Regions from separate parts of the Mus musculus genome. Here all the other regions are linked to region 3. The links are chromatin contacts, called in public HiChIP or PLAC-seq and promoter capture Hi-C maps. All regions are on one chromosome and are shown on one strand. The core of a region is the stretch at or near the end of the contact, and the rest is flanking DNA. Distances in the headings are between cores, read along the strand shown. Region 1 overlaps Trafd1 (TRAF type zinc finger domain containing 1). Region 2 overlaps Naa25 (N(alpha)-acetyltransferase 25, NatB auxiliary subunit). Region 3 overlaps Aldh2 (aldehyde dehydrogenase 2, mitochondrial).

Region 1 (4,737 bases), core at 2,051-4,550, 200 kb before region 3:
GTGGCACACGCCTTTAATCCCAGCACTTGGGATGCAGAGACAGGCGAATTTCTGAGTTCGAGGCCAGCCTGGTCTACAGAATGAGTTCCAGGACCAGCCAGGGATATACAGAGAAACTCTGTCTTGAAAAACCAAAATAAATAGATAGACAGATAGATAGATAGATAGATAAGTGGAAAAACTCAAAAAAAAAAAAAGAATGAGGAACTTGGCCTGAAGAGAGCACCAACTGTTCTTCCAAAGGTCCTGAGTTCAAATCCCAGAAACCACATGGTGGGGGCTGGTGAGATGGCTCAGTGGGTAAGAGCACCCGACTGCTCTTCCGAAGGTTCGGAGTTCAAATCCCAGCAACCACATGGTGGCTAACAACCATCTGTAAGGAGATCTGACTCCCTCTTCTGGAGTGTCTGAGGACAGCTACAGTGTACTTACATGTAATAAATAAATAAATCTTTAAAAAAAAAAAAAGAAAGAAACCACATGGTGGCTCACAACCATCTGTAATGACATCTGTCGCCCTCTGCTGGTGCAACTGAAGACATATAATAATAAATCTTTAAAAAAGAAAAAACAATCCATTTTTTCAAAACAGTGTCTCACTAAACCACCCTATCCTGGAACTCACAGAGACCTGCCTGCCTCTGCCTCCTGAGTTTAGATGTTTGTCTGTCGTGGGAAAGGGGCACAGTCAAGCCATGTGCAGCTCTCGTGGTGTCAAAGACCAACTATGGGAGTTACTCCAAACCCAGACAAGTGCTTTTACCCACTGAGCCTTCTCACCAGACCAGTATTTTCAATTCTATATGAGTTATATAATGTAAGACTAACAAAAATTATAGTGACTAGGGGCTGGAGAGATGGATCAGGGGGTAAGGGCACTTGCTCTTCTTATAGAGGTTCAATTCCTGGCACCTGCATGCTAGCTCACAACTGCCTGTAACCCCAGCTCTGGGAGATCCAACATCCTCTTCTAACCTCCCAAGGCACTGAAAGCATATGATACATGATCATACAAGCAAGCAGAACATACATAAAAATTAATTTAAAAAATTGTAAAGACTATGCAAAAGAAGCAATCTTACCCTTTATGTCACCTAGAGATGTGGGCCCAGCACGAGCCGGATCAGCCTCAGGCACAGACTCCCAGAAGCCCTGCTCTACCATGCTGGTGGCCTGTCCCTCATTCTGCAGACTCAAGGCCAACATGAAGTCCAAGTGTGCGTTATTCTCAGCGCTGTCCTTTGGGGACTGCCGGCTTCTGTTCCTTTCCTGCCTTTCTTGTTCTTCAACTGGGGAAGAAAGCAAGCATGCATGAGCACACTAGAGACAGGCACAAGCCAAGCCTGACAGGCTGTCTAGACCAGCAGAAGCCTGCCAACCCACTGGCACCCTGAGCCCTCTGCCTTCAGGAATCTCTGAACTTGACATGTGCCATCAAACAATAAGCCAGTGGGATCATACAAGTGACCAATCAGCAGGGTCACGCTTGGTAACTATGAGACAGACTGGCACTGGGCTCAACACTGCTCTCATCTCATCTGCATTATGGCAGAAGTAGCCTGCCCCTTCCCTGTGCTAATGAGCCCTGGTAACAACCCAAGAGCACGCTACAGGTGTCTCAGAGACTAAGGACTCTGTCAGCCCATCGCCATCCATCCTAACAGCAACAGTGTACCACCACAAGGCTCATTATTCCTGCTGTACAGGCAAGTGTGGTATCCTCCCCATTGTTACCCAGTGACTGTCATGTTTCTAGCATCAAGATCTATTTGTCTCCAAAGTCCTGTTGCCCTTTGGTCCTGGGATGGTGGACCACTTTCTAATGCCAAGCACAACTCACAAAGATTATTTTGAACTGGAAACTGGGCTGCCATGCTCCTCTGGCTGGTAGTCCTACTGTAGAAGGGGTCTGCCTCAAAGGCTTGCAGGGGCCTTCCAGGGAGCCTCATGGGCGGGTCCAGAGCCTCGATTTGTCTGAGGAGCTGGGATGCGATCCAGATTCTGTCCTGACTCCAGGGCTCGTCGTAAGCCTCCGGAGGGATGGCAGCCTCCGTTCTCTTTTCCTCCTCCACTCTCCCACAGACTTCGGGGTGAGTCTTCAGCTCCTTCACAAGCACGTTGCGCCCACAGCTGCCACACAGCTCTGTCCGGGCTCCACAGTAATCCTCATGCTCCTTCAACTTGACAACAGAAAGCTCCAGATCACAGTGCTGGCAGACGGCGAGCCGCAGGGGACACTCTGTCTCCTGTAAGGCAAGGTGGCCAGGATGTATTATACACACACAGAGGCTGGAGTTCAGCACTGGGCAAGAAACTAAGTATCGACTTCAGCCTTCTCTAACCTGGGCAGGAATGCCTTGCTTTCTAAGGAGGAGCTGGAGGTCAGTGAGATGGTTTCGCAACTATAGTTACTTGCTGCCAAAGCTGGACAGCCTGAATTTGAGGCCCAGGAAGGAGAACTGACTCCCACAAGATACCCTTTGACCTCCACATGCACACATTATATATGACCTCAACATATAGAACAAGCCAGGAAGGCACCAATAGGGGCAAGAACGCAGTCCAAGGAAGGAGTACAGGAGCTAGGAGCCCATCTGGCAGGGTCAGTAAAAGTTTCAACTGGGCTATGAGCAAAGGTCTGCCTGCAAGGTGGTGGAGAACAGGCTTATACAGGCTTGCTTGCTGCAACGAGGCTCTGTGGTCTCAGCGGGGCCTGGCCCCAGAAGTGCATCCCTCCTCCCTTCCCACGGTGACACTAACCGCATGCTGCTTTAACTGCCTCTTCTCCAACTTCTTGTTGCATTTACAGGTCACCTAGGATGAAAAGAGTCAATCCAGTGGCCCTGTCACGACACCTTTCCCCGGGGACATCTGGGGACGGGTGGGTCACCTGACAGTGCTCTGCAGCCATGTGAATGTCCATGTCAGATTTGGGGAACGGTTCCTTGCAGACAGGGCACACACCAATGTTCCTTTGACAGTGGATTTCATGGATGGTAAAATTAAATACAGGAATTTCCTTCTTGCTGCAGAAGTAAGCGGAAAGAAAGGCAAGCGTTACTGTGTGACCCACACCCTCTCTCACACAGTGCCACCACATGGACACATGTCCTGTCAGTGTTTGGTCCCCAGCCACATTTTGGTTTTGTGTTTGCCTTTTCACACAGGAACTCATGGAGCCCAGGCTGGCCTCAAGTCACTCTGCAGAAAAGACCTGGATTTTCGTCTCTCCACCTCGCAAAGGTGAGGCCTGTAGGCGAGGCCCAGCATGCCCAGCTTGTGTTTTGAGACTGGTTCTCACGCTGTCACTGTCATATAGACAAGCTTCCCATTCACAGCCATCTTCCTGCCCTAGCTTACTGAGCGCTGGGAATGGAAAACCCCTGGCCCGCCTAATGATTGTTATCTCTGTGTGTTTGACTTTCAAGTCATGCTCTTGCTAGTGTAGCTCCGATTGGCCTGGAGCTCCTTCCTCAGCCTCCAGGTACCGGGAGGCTCCTATCGCTGATCCTCCCATGGCCTGGAATGTCCAGAACCAGAAGAGAAGAGGTGACAAAATATTTCTGTGTTGGTGTGATGGTCCAAGCCTGGCAACCCAAATGTCACCCCAGGATCCACGGTAGGTGGAGAGGACTGGTCCCCAAAGGATATCTATCCTTTGCCCTTCACTTGCACATCGTGGTGCACATGTGCGTGCATACAGAATACATACATATAGTATAATAAATAGACACCATTTAGGAAAAAAGCATTTTTAATCACAACAGACTTTTCTTTCCTACTAACTGCCTAGTTGTACCTAATGCAATTACAGTCCTGAAGACCCTTTTCTTAAGATGACAGAGAGCCAGAGCCAGGCATGGTAGCGTACAACGTGGCAAACAAGAGGATCCAAGTTTGAGGCCAGCCTGGTCTACAGAGCAAGTTCCAGAATGACCAGGGCTACACAGAAAAACCCTACCTCAAAACACCGAGGGGAAAAACGAGAGGTGGCAGAGAAGGCTCCAAAGACCAATTGCCTTTATTTTATGAAACAGAGTCTCTCTATGTGGACCAGGGCTGGCCACAAACTCATAACAAATCCATCCACTTGCCTCTGCCTCCCAAGTGTTAGAATCAAAGGTGTGGCCACCATACCTGGCTCAAAGACCAACAGTTTTATTAGATGTACTACTGACGTTGTGTATAAATGTTTTGCCTACATGTATGTATGTGCTCCACATGCATGCAGTACCCATAGAGGCCAGAAGAGGGCATCAGATCCCCTGGAACTGGATTTATGGATGCTTTGAGCCACAGTGTGGGAACTGAACCCTGGGAAAACTGAGCCTAGGTGCCCTGGAAGAGCAACGGGTGCTCAAGTGCTCTTACCCACCAAACCATCTATCCAGCCCCAAAAAAAACTTTTACAAAAGATGTAGTTAATACTCTTACACGCATGCATACATGGGGATGTGCACAGGAGAGCTGGTGCCGAGAGGCCAGAGGCATCCGATTCCACCTACAGCTTGAGTTATAGGTGACTGTGAGCCACCAGATGTGGGTGCTAGGAACTGAACTTGGGTCCTCTGCTGGAGTAGTAGCAGCTCGTAACCACTGAGCCATCTCTACAGCACCCCCAGAGCAGCTTTCAAAACCTGCAGTGTGAATAGTTCCTCAGACAGGCCGGTGTAGCTAGGTCTGTCGTCCACGCTAAGCTGCTAAGCTGCTTTTCTTCTGTACGTTGCTCTGCACCAG
Region 2 (4,513 bases), core at 274-2,773, 160 kb before region 3:
GCTCTTAAAGCTGAGTGGATAATGTGTTTTGATTCCAGGTGAGGAGACTGCGGTCTGGCAGGCCCTGACTCTGCTGGAAGAAGGCTTAACCCACAGCCCATCCAATGCTCAGTTCAAATTGCTACTTGTTCGGATCTACTGCGTGCTGGGTGCATTTGAACCAGTGGTGGATCTCTACTCCAGTCTCGATGCTAAGCACATCCAGCACGACACCATTGGGTTGGTAGTATACACTCTGAGTACCGAGCAGGCAGCTGCATGGAGCCTAGGAAGGCATTGGGTTGGTAGCATACACTCTGAGAACCGAGCAGGCAGTTTCGTCGAGCCTAGGAAGGTCACTCGTGTAGACTGTAGCAGCGCAGGGCTCCAAACATTAGCCAGAGCGCAAGGGTTTGTATCTCCGACTGCTTTAATTATAATGGTCAGTTGCTTTCCCCAGAGATAGTGCCAGCCATTGTTTGAGGCATGCTTGTGCTCTTTTGCTGTGTGTATCCTTCAGACTATCTTCTGTGAGCTATTGCCACTGACCCAAGACTTCATTTTGAGTTTGAGTTTGGGCTATGTTATGTAGTTATTCGAATTTAGGAAGAGAATATGGTGTTCATTCTTGTTATTATCAAGGTGTAAAGAAAGAGCTCTCTTGATTTTCTTTTAATTTGATCCCATGAGCAGGATCATTCTGGCAGGGGTTTTGGGGGTTTTTTGGCCTGCTTTCTCTTCGCCATAGTAACTTGATGCCTAGTATTCGACAGTAGAGGGAAGTAACTGATGTTTTCTCTGTTCTTCCTCCCTAGCTATCTTCTGACCCGATATGCTGCATCCCTGGGTCAGTATGCTGCTGCCTCCCAGTCCTGTAACTTTGCACTCAGGTTTTTCCACTCCAACCAGAAAGATGTAAGTGAAACCCACTGGTATCATGGCTTGCTGCTGACTGCCTGGTGTAGAGTGCACCGCCTAGGGTCACAACACAGAGTCCCCGGCGCCTGGCTCTTTAGCTGGCAGGTGCCCGTAGACCACTAGGGAGAGGTATTGAATTTGCTCAGTGCTCATGTCTATAATTGAATCCTTAGAAATGTCCGTTTCTAACGGGACACTAACAGACTGAGACATCTCACGTCCCTCAGCTTTGCGTTTCACATGCTATCCAGGGACTTTCCAAGATTTCCAATCTTGGAGCAAGGGGCTCTAAGTTTGGTCCAATAGCATCCCCTACTGCATTTAAGGGCCAGTTTGTTAGAGCTGCCCAGGGCAGAGTCTAGGAGGGTCTGCATGTAGTCATCCCTGCTGCTCCCTGGGCCCACGTGGTTAAAGTTCTTTCAGGAATCCACATGGTCTCAGTTGATGGTCTTGCAAAACTGGAGCAACACCAGGAGCTAGTGTGCAGAGACGGCGAGTCTTTAGAGTGGCCACTACTGCTGTTCTTCTTGTGTGTGGCTAAGCCTCACTTCTTAGAGTTGGGCCATGCCTGGCTTAGCCAGTAGCTTCCTAGTTTCCTGGTCTCTCAGCATCATTGAGCTTGGTGAGGAAGTTGCCATCTGTGACTCATCTTGACAAATACTCTTGAGTCTTGAGGTCTTTCCTTTAAAGTCTGTCTTCCACGTGCTTCTTGAGAGATGTGTTAAAGAATAAAGAAGCAGGGCAGACAGATGTCTGAGCAGTGTGTGTTCTGCACCATAGGTGCGAAGCAGCTGAGGATAGCTTTGATCCTAGAGAAGGCTGGCCTCTGCCTCAGCCCACTCCATCAGCTATCTGTCTGCTTATCCTGTGGGGACCTTCTCCCTGATGACAGAGAAACCTGTGACCACACAGCACATTGAGGAATGTGTGCTTGCCATCTCTTTCTGAGGGATTTACTAACTTAAGAATTGCTTCCTCATCTTTCATTATTCTCACTCTTCTGTATTTATAAGGAAGAGGTTAAAGACATTTAATTTATTGAAGACTCTTAAAATTTGAGACAGGGTCTTGCAATGTAGGTGAGGCTAGCCCCAAGTGCTCTGTCTTCTTGCCTGGCCTCAGAGGAATCAATGTTTTGCTATGTTGCCTGTGGCAGGAATCACTAATGTAGCTAAATGTACATGATGCTGAGCCTGATAAATTACCAGTTTACTAGTCAGGGAATAGTAATCCTCTCCTTGAGTTTAGCTGGGGCTACTTTAACCATTCTCAAGTACACCATCTGTGAGGACCAGAGGCAGTGCTGATGCCCATATCTATAGTAAGGAAATGGAGCCCTGTGCCTGTTGGGGTAGCCTAGTCTTCTGCAACTTTCACTTGTTCTGGGGGTCCCTGGATGCTTCTTCCCTTGGGCTACTAATTTATTTCGCTTCCTAATTAGTTCTTTAACAAAGCACTTCTTAAATAGGCAGTCTGCTGTTGTTAGGTGGCTCCGTGCTATGGGGTTCAGTTACCCTTGGATGGTCCTGCTGTCTTGTTAGGTGTCACTGTTAGGTCTTCCCATTGCCAAAAGTCAGCTAGTTTTAAATGCTCCCTTTTGGGGGACAGAGACATAGGACAGTGGTTAAGAGCATACTGGGTTTGCAGAGGGCCTGAGTCTACGTCTGGTGGATCGGGACCATTTGTACCTCCAGGTCCAGGGGATCCACCCAAACATACATTGGATAAATACAAATAATAAGGGTATTTGAAATTTTTTTCTTTGAAATCTTTATTTTAGATATTCATATTAGTCATCATTTAAGGTCTGATACCTGTGTGTTTTGCTAATTTTCATAGCACTCAGGGTTCATTTTTAGGGATTCTTCTGGTGTCTGACCGGGAGTAGGTGTGGATGCATGCTCTGGCAGTAGTCTTTAGAGTGCTTATGGCCGCTTGTTTGGCTGTGTCCCATGAGGCGCCAGGCTTCAGCAGGGATGTTCTCAGCCTTCTGCTACTGCTCCCTGGGCCCTTGGCTAGCCCTGCAGAGCCACTGTAATGTGGCATTTGAAGAGGACTATCTCAGGCAGATGCACAAAAACTGCAGCCACTCCTGGTGTGTTGAGACTGTATTTTTCTCCTGGTTGTCCCTTGTTTCTGTCATGTAAAAGCTGTTGTCTGTTTTCTCAAGTGAAGTTCTGTGGACTGCTCAGACACTGAGCTCCCATTTTAGGGAAGGCTGGTCTCATGTTGGAACTGCAGTCTGCCCAGAACCACCCAAGTCTTGTTTGCATCCTGGCTAGCTTGAAGTGTTTTCAAGCTGTAAGCTCCCATTGCAAGGGTTGGCAGTTAGCCCTGCTGTGTCTTCTAAGTTGGGGACTATAGGAGAGAAGTCTGACTAAGTGTGGGCCTCTTGATGAGGCATGCCAGTGTCCTCAGTCAAGCTGGCAGTCAGTCCTACACCCGCAGGATCACACATAATCTTTTTAATTTTCTTGTGTCCGTCCGTCTTTAATCTCTCCAGATACTGCAGGCAAACAGCTGGCCGAGGTGTCCCCTGGGGGTTTAAAAGCCGCATCGAATGCAGTTGACTTAGCACCCGTGGCGCAGCCCCACGGCTTGAAATGAACCCTGCGAGGCTGTGTATCAGAGGGTATGTTGTTGACTATTGGCCTATTTTTCTCCTGGGCAAATTACTCAGGCATAGTGGAAATGGGGGCAGAGCAAGCAATAAAAACTAGGCAAAAACTAGCTTTTCTAGACAGTGTCTTTGGGGCAGACATCAGCGTTCAGCTAAATGCTTCCCTTGGCCCAAAGGGGTGATCTATCTTCTGATCCTAGTGGCCTGGGCCCACTCTGAAATGTTCTTCCCTGAGATTTGCTTGTGTTGTGCCAGGACTTTGTGTAGAACTCTCTATCTTGGCTCTGCTCTGCAGCATCTCATCCGATAATTTTAATCTGAGTCACAGTACACTTGGGAGCGCTCCCTTCACTTGCTTGTCTGGGGCAACTGAGCAGTTTGTGTGCTCAGGAAACTTGGTTCTTGATGTCTTCCTCGGAGTCCATTATGACAGTCCTATTGGTGTCTTGTTTGGTGTCTTCTGTCCTGCTGCACAGCTCATCCATCACCTTGTGTCTGGTACCCACCTAGGAGCAGTGTCTCTCTGAAGGAGAGTGGTTTCATTTTGGGTGGGCTATGGTCGTGTGAGTATGGCATCCTTAGAATCTTTGAATATAGCACAGTTTGTCTTAGACGCAGACTAAATGGTGTAAGATTCCTGTTGGAATGACATTTGCCAAAGTCTTGGCTGTTGTGATAGAAGATCCTCTAGGTCCAATTGTCTTGAAAGACATGACTGCTAAGTCAGGACTGGAGATGGCAACTGCTGCCTCGGGGCTAGCTGTGTAGTAAAGGAGACATTGACTCTGCTGCAAGATTAAAGAGAAGGGCTGGGCGTGGTGGTGCACGCCTAATCCCAGCACTCGGGAGGCAGAGGCAGGCGGATTTCTGAGTTCGAGGCCAGCCTGGTCTACAGAGTGAGTTCCAGGACAGCCAGGGCTACACAGAGAAACCCTATCTCGAAAAAAGGAAAAAAAAAAAAAGAAAAAGATTAAAGAAAAAGATTAAAGAGAAGGA
Region 3 (4,281 bases), core at 1,108-3,607:
CTTCTGACCCTGAAGGTGGCCCAGCCTTCTTTACCTCCAGAGCGGAGTCCACAATTCCCCTTCTAAGGTGGCGTGCCCAGGCATGCCCTGCCATGAGCAGCTGGCTGTGTTGACTGCAATGGGCATTGGGCGTCTTGGGTAGCTGAATTTTCTGTACCAGTCACAAATTTCTCTCACTGAACTGCACTACGCAGCTGCTCACTGCCCGAATCTGGCAAGATACATGTAAAGGTAAACTCGACTGTCAAGCTATGCTTGTGTGGCTTCAATATCCACCAATATTAGTTTCCTAGACCCATATAGTTCCCAGTGAGGGACTTGGATGTGAGGCTCAGACTTGAAACCTTAACTCATCTGGGCTGACTTCCAGGCCACCTGTGCTGTGGTGGGCTGGGACCCCAGGGGCTAAAAACCCTTCTCTCTCTCTCTCTCTCTCTCTCCCCATCGAGGTTCGAGTGAAGCAAAGGGGAGGAAGGATCAGAGGGGAAGTGGAGAAGACTTGGGAATGGATGCGGCGTGCCACAGGCTCACAGAGCCCTCCATGGCAAGGCGGCACAGAAAGACGTTAGGAGGGTGCTGGAGGGCCAAGCTAGAGAGGGCAGGGAAATGTAGCATGATCTGCTCCATGTCTACACGAGCTCCATCCGCAGGCACAGCTGTGAGCAGCACTAGTCTTTTTGTTTGTTTGCTTGTTTTTTGAGACATGGTTTCTCTGTGGAGCTCTGGCTGTCCTGGAACTCACTCTATAAACCAGGCTGGCCTCGAACTCAGAGATCTGCCTGCCTCTGCCTCCCAAGTGCTGGGATTAAAGGTGTTCGCCACCACTGCCGGGCTACCAGCACTCGTCTTAATTCCCTTCACCAAGTACAGGAGGGGAGAGGGGAGGGGGAAGCTTGGCCATGGGTTCACATCCACAGCAGAGACAAGAGCCAGGGTGGAATGCAAGCATTCGGATGCTGTAGTGGCTATTCCTGGTTGTCAACTTGACAATATTTGGAATGAACTACAATTCGGAATTGGAAGGCTCACCAGTGACCCTTATCTGGAGGCTTGGAGATCCTTATCTGGATCTTGGTTTGAAGATCTTGAGCCATAGTGGCTATGGATTCCAGAAGATTGAATCTCCGAGTTAAGGAACACACCTTTAATCTGGGCTATGCCTTTCATCTGGGATTAAAGGTGTGGTGGAACACACCTTTAATCTGGGCTACACCTTTTGCTGGAGACAATATAAGGACATTGGAAGAAGGGAGTCTAGCTCTTGCTCTTGCTCTTGCTCCTTCGCCTGCTTGCTGCGTGAGACTGAGTAACTGCTAGATCCTTGGACTTCCATTCACAGCTGCGACTGAACCATTGTTGGGAATTGGGCTGCCGACTGTAAGTCATCAATATATTCCTTTACTAACTAGAGACTATCCGTAAGTTCTGTGACTCTAGAGAACCCTGACTAATACAGATGCCAAGACCTTGTTATCTGCCCTCTTCCAACTCCAGCCATGGCCCAGGTTAGTATCTCCTCAAAGCTAAACATGGAGGCATATGTATATAACCCCAGCACTTAGAAGGCTGAGGCAGGAGGATTGCCTTGAGACCAGCACACAGCACATAGCAAAACCCAGTCTCACAAAGTCATAATAATAATAGTAGTACCCAATAAAAATACAATTGCCATCAGTCTTACTCACCACCCCCACCCATGACCAGCCCCACCCCCGCCCCGCTACACTTTATTCTGAATGTCAGAAAGATCGAACTTCAAGGTGAGGCAGGCATAGACTGGAGTCTAGCCCCTCCCCATTTGGAAACTGGGGAAATGAGTCTCAGATGTCTGTATAAAGATTGTCTGTATGAGAGGTGTGCAGTTCCGGACCAGGACCCGGCCACAGGTTGTTTTATAACACTTATCCTAGAAGGGCACAGCCAGCTACAACTTAAGATCTCAGACCAGGAGTGACTCAGCCACCCGGCTTTCCCCTCCAGACAGAATTCATGAGTTTACCCCCAAGAAATTCTCAGGGCACTTTGAAACATCAGGAAGTTGGACAGAGAGAGGTGGCCTAATCAAATTAGGTGGTCTTGGAACACTGTCCCACCCTGCCTTGTCCCTGTGCTCGGAGGCAAGGCTGGAATATGCTGTGTCATTCTTCCAGTCTGTGGGAGTGACTGGTCAAAGTTCTGTCCTTCCTTCCTTCTTGGCTGGTGAAATAAGAGATTGCTGAGTTCATGGTCCCCATTTCCTCCCCACCACGCCCCTCCCCTTGACCCCCAGCCAAGCGCTGGTGGGGAGCCAGGAGGGCAGGCCGCTCTCACACAGCCCAGCACAGCCAGCGCCTTCAGACCACAAGAGGGCAGAATCCAAGCCACAAGTCCACTGGCGTCTAACCCTCCTGGCCCCCAACCAAGGCCTGCCTTTCTTATGTAAGGTGCTGAATGCATTTCCTCTTCGGTTTCTAAAACACACAGGTCAGGAGGTAACACTCTGAAATCTAAAGTAAAATCCAAACAGTGTCTGCCCCTGTCAAGAGGGTTTCACAGACTCTAGGTGTCCTCTAAGCTCTGGCAGTAAGTCAGAGCCACCACCATGACAGGCACACAGGGCCAAACAGCAAAGCCTTGGCTCCCTGGAGCTTAAGTTTTGAGGAGGAGAGGGTCCCAGTGACTGCACATAGGCTGTGGAGAAAGTGGAGGGTCTCAGAGGGAGCCATTAAAGAGGACCCCAAGAGTTTTGTGGCGGTACACACTCTTAATCCCAGTATAAACTATATAAATATAAGAGCAAACCTTTAAGAAAACTCAGCTAGATACATTGGGCATTTTATTAATTTAATCCTAGAAATCTATGGGCCAACACGGGGGGGGGGGGGGCACTCCTATTCAAACCACCACAAGCTGTGATATGTGGAAGGAGGGAACTTTCTAGAAAGAATTTCAAGTTGGTTGTTTGATTAACTCTGTGTGTGTGTGTGTGTGTGTGTGTGTGTGTGTGTGCGCGCGCGCGTCACAGTGTGTCATGGTCAGCGGACATGTTTTTGGAAGTCTGTCATCCTATCCTTCTACCTTGGGCCTTTGATGGCTAGAACTCAGGCCATCAGGCCCAACCACAAGCATCCTTGGCCGATGAGCCAGCCGGTGGGGCATCAAGTTTGTTTTGATTTTAAACTAAAAGAGTCAAAGAATTTCATTTTCACACTCACTACAGAAGTGAGACTTGCACTTTCTGGTCCCAGCCCCTTCTGGAACTGTCTTTTTTTTTTTTTTTTTTTTTTGAGACAGGGTTTCTCTTTTAGCCCTAGTCGTCCTGGAACTCACTCTGTAGACCAGGCTGGCCTCGAACTCAGAGATCCACCTGCCTCTGCCTCCCAAGTGTGGAACTGTCTTTAACGGGAAAGGGAACGAATCTTCCTCCTCAGCATGGCCTCCAGTGATGGAAGATGATGATAAAGAGCCCCTGTGCCTTTAGCTGTAGAGAACACTGCCAAGGGGCAAACAAGAGGACTCATTGGCAATATTCTCTCTCTCTCTCTTTTTTTCTTTTGGTTTTTCGAGACAGGGTTTCTCTGTATATCCCTGGCTGTCCTGGAACTCACTATGTAGACCAGGCTGGCCTCGAACTCAGAAATCCGCCTGCCTCTGCCTCCCAAGTGCTGGGATCAAAGGCTTGTGCCACCACTGCCCCGCAGTAATATTCTCTCACAGGTGGTCCTGGTCCAGGAGGAGCAGCATCACATTGTGAGAGGGAGAGTCCATTGCTGGCTTCCCAATGGAGCACTATCATCCCCGCAGGGAGGACCCAGGAGACTGGGAGACAAGGACCATGGATCTTGGCCCCCTGAGAATAGGAGCTGCAGGTGTCTTTCCGGATCAGATGCTGCCATTGTTTTGTGAATCCTACTCTATCTAAGGCAGCAGGCAAGCTCTTCCATCCACTTCCTACAGCCATCTTTGCGTTTCCTACCACAGCAGGACTCTGGGGAGACATGCAGTCCCAAGGAAACCTGGGCACTAGGTTCTGCGGGCAGATGGCTGCTCAGTTTGCTAAAGAAAGCACCATCCTGGGAATCCCTTTCAAATCCTGATGCATGGAAGTCTCCTAGGATACCCACGATCCTGGAGCGCTTCACCCCCACCCCCCACGGGTGATTCCAAAAAAAAAAAAAAAAAAAAAGTTTGGTTTAGGGAATTCTTCTGGCTTTCTCGCTTTTTCCTTCCTTCCTTCCTTCCTTTATTTTTATTTTAGCTTATTCCTCCTTTATTGAAGTAGCCTAGGCTAGCCCGAAACCC

The links. HiChIP or PLAC-seq counts read pairs in DNA pulled down with a chosen protein or histone mark. Capture Hi-C pulls out chosen DNA fragments and counts their contacts.
Region 1: a promoter capture Hi-C map of adipose tissue shows a contact between it and region 3. The contact joins two enhancer-like sites. A contact is called at or near these places in 1 of 39 promoter capture datasets (cranial neural crest), 1 of 484 Hi-C or Micro-C datasets (the HL-1 cell line), 2 of 115 datasets of contacts at active chromatin or transcription factors (intestinal villus epithelium and pancreatic cancer cells) and 3 of 9 other capture datasets (adipose tissue, liver and pancreatic islet).
Region 2: an H3K4me3 HiChIP or PLAC-seq map of bone marrow-derived macrophages shows a contact between it and region 3, with 5 times the contacts expected there. The contact joins two enhancer-like sites. A contact is called at or near these places in 2 of 115 datasets of contacts at active chromatin or transcription factors (bone marrow-derived macrophages and pancreatic cancer cells) and 3 of 9 other capture datasets (adipose tissue, liver and pancreatic islet).

What each region holds. Positions count from the first base shown.
Region 1 is chr5:121,376,656-121,381,392 of GRCm38.p6, forward strand. It overlaps Trafd1 (TRAF type zinc finger domain containing 1), which reads right to left. Exons shown (of 12, transcript NM_001163470.1): 3 at 2,891-3,026; 4 at 2,761-2,814; 5 at 1,841-2,246; 6 at 1,083-1,289. Among named protein-coding and RNA genes, the nearest start is that of Gm42020, 6.5 kb to the right of the region's middle. Within about 2 kb of position 3,301, at least 9 of the 459 cell types and tissues checked have an H3K27ac peak or open chromatin away from gene starts, as enhancers often do. A contact at or near this core is called in adipose tissue, where this site is marked.
Region 2 is chr5:121,425,933-121,430,445 of GRCm38.p6, forward strand. It overlaps Naa25 (N(alpha)-acetyltransferase 25, NatB auxiliary subunit), which reads left to right. Exons shown (of 24, transcript NM_172722.4): 14 at 39-219; 15 at 795-894. Among named protein-coding and RNA genes, the nearest start is that of Erp29, 24 kb to the right of the region's middle. Within about 2 kb of position 1,524, at least 10 of the 459 cell types and tissues checked have an H3K27ac peak or open chromatin away from gene starts, as enhancers often do. A contact at or near this core is called in bone marrow-derived macrophages, where this site is marked.
Region 3 is chr5:121,582,069-121,586,349 of GRCm38.p6, forward strand. All of the region lies in intron 1 of Aldh2 (aldehyde dehydrogenase 2, mitochondrial), which reads right to left. Among named protein-coding and RNA genes, the nearest start is that of Aldh2, 9.6 kb to the right of the region's middle. Within about 2 kb of position 2,358, at least 206 of the 459 cell types and tissues checked have an H3K27ac peak or open chromatin away from gene starts, as enhancers often do. A contact at or near this core is called in adipose tissue and bone marrow-derived macrophages, where this site is marked.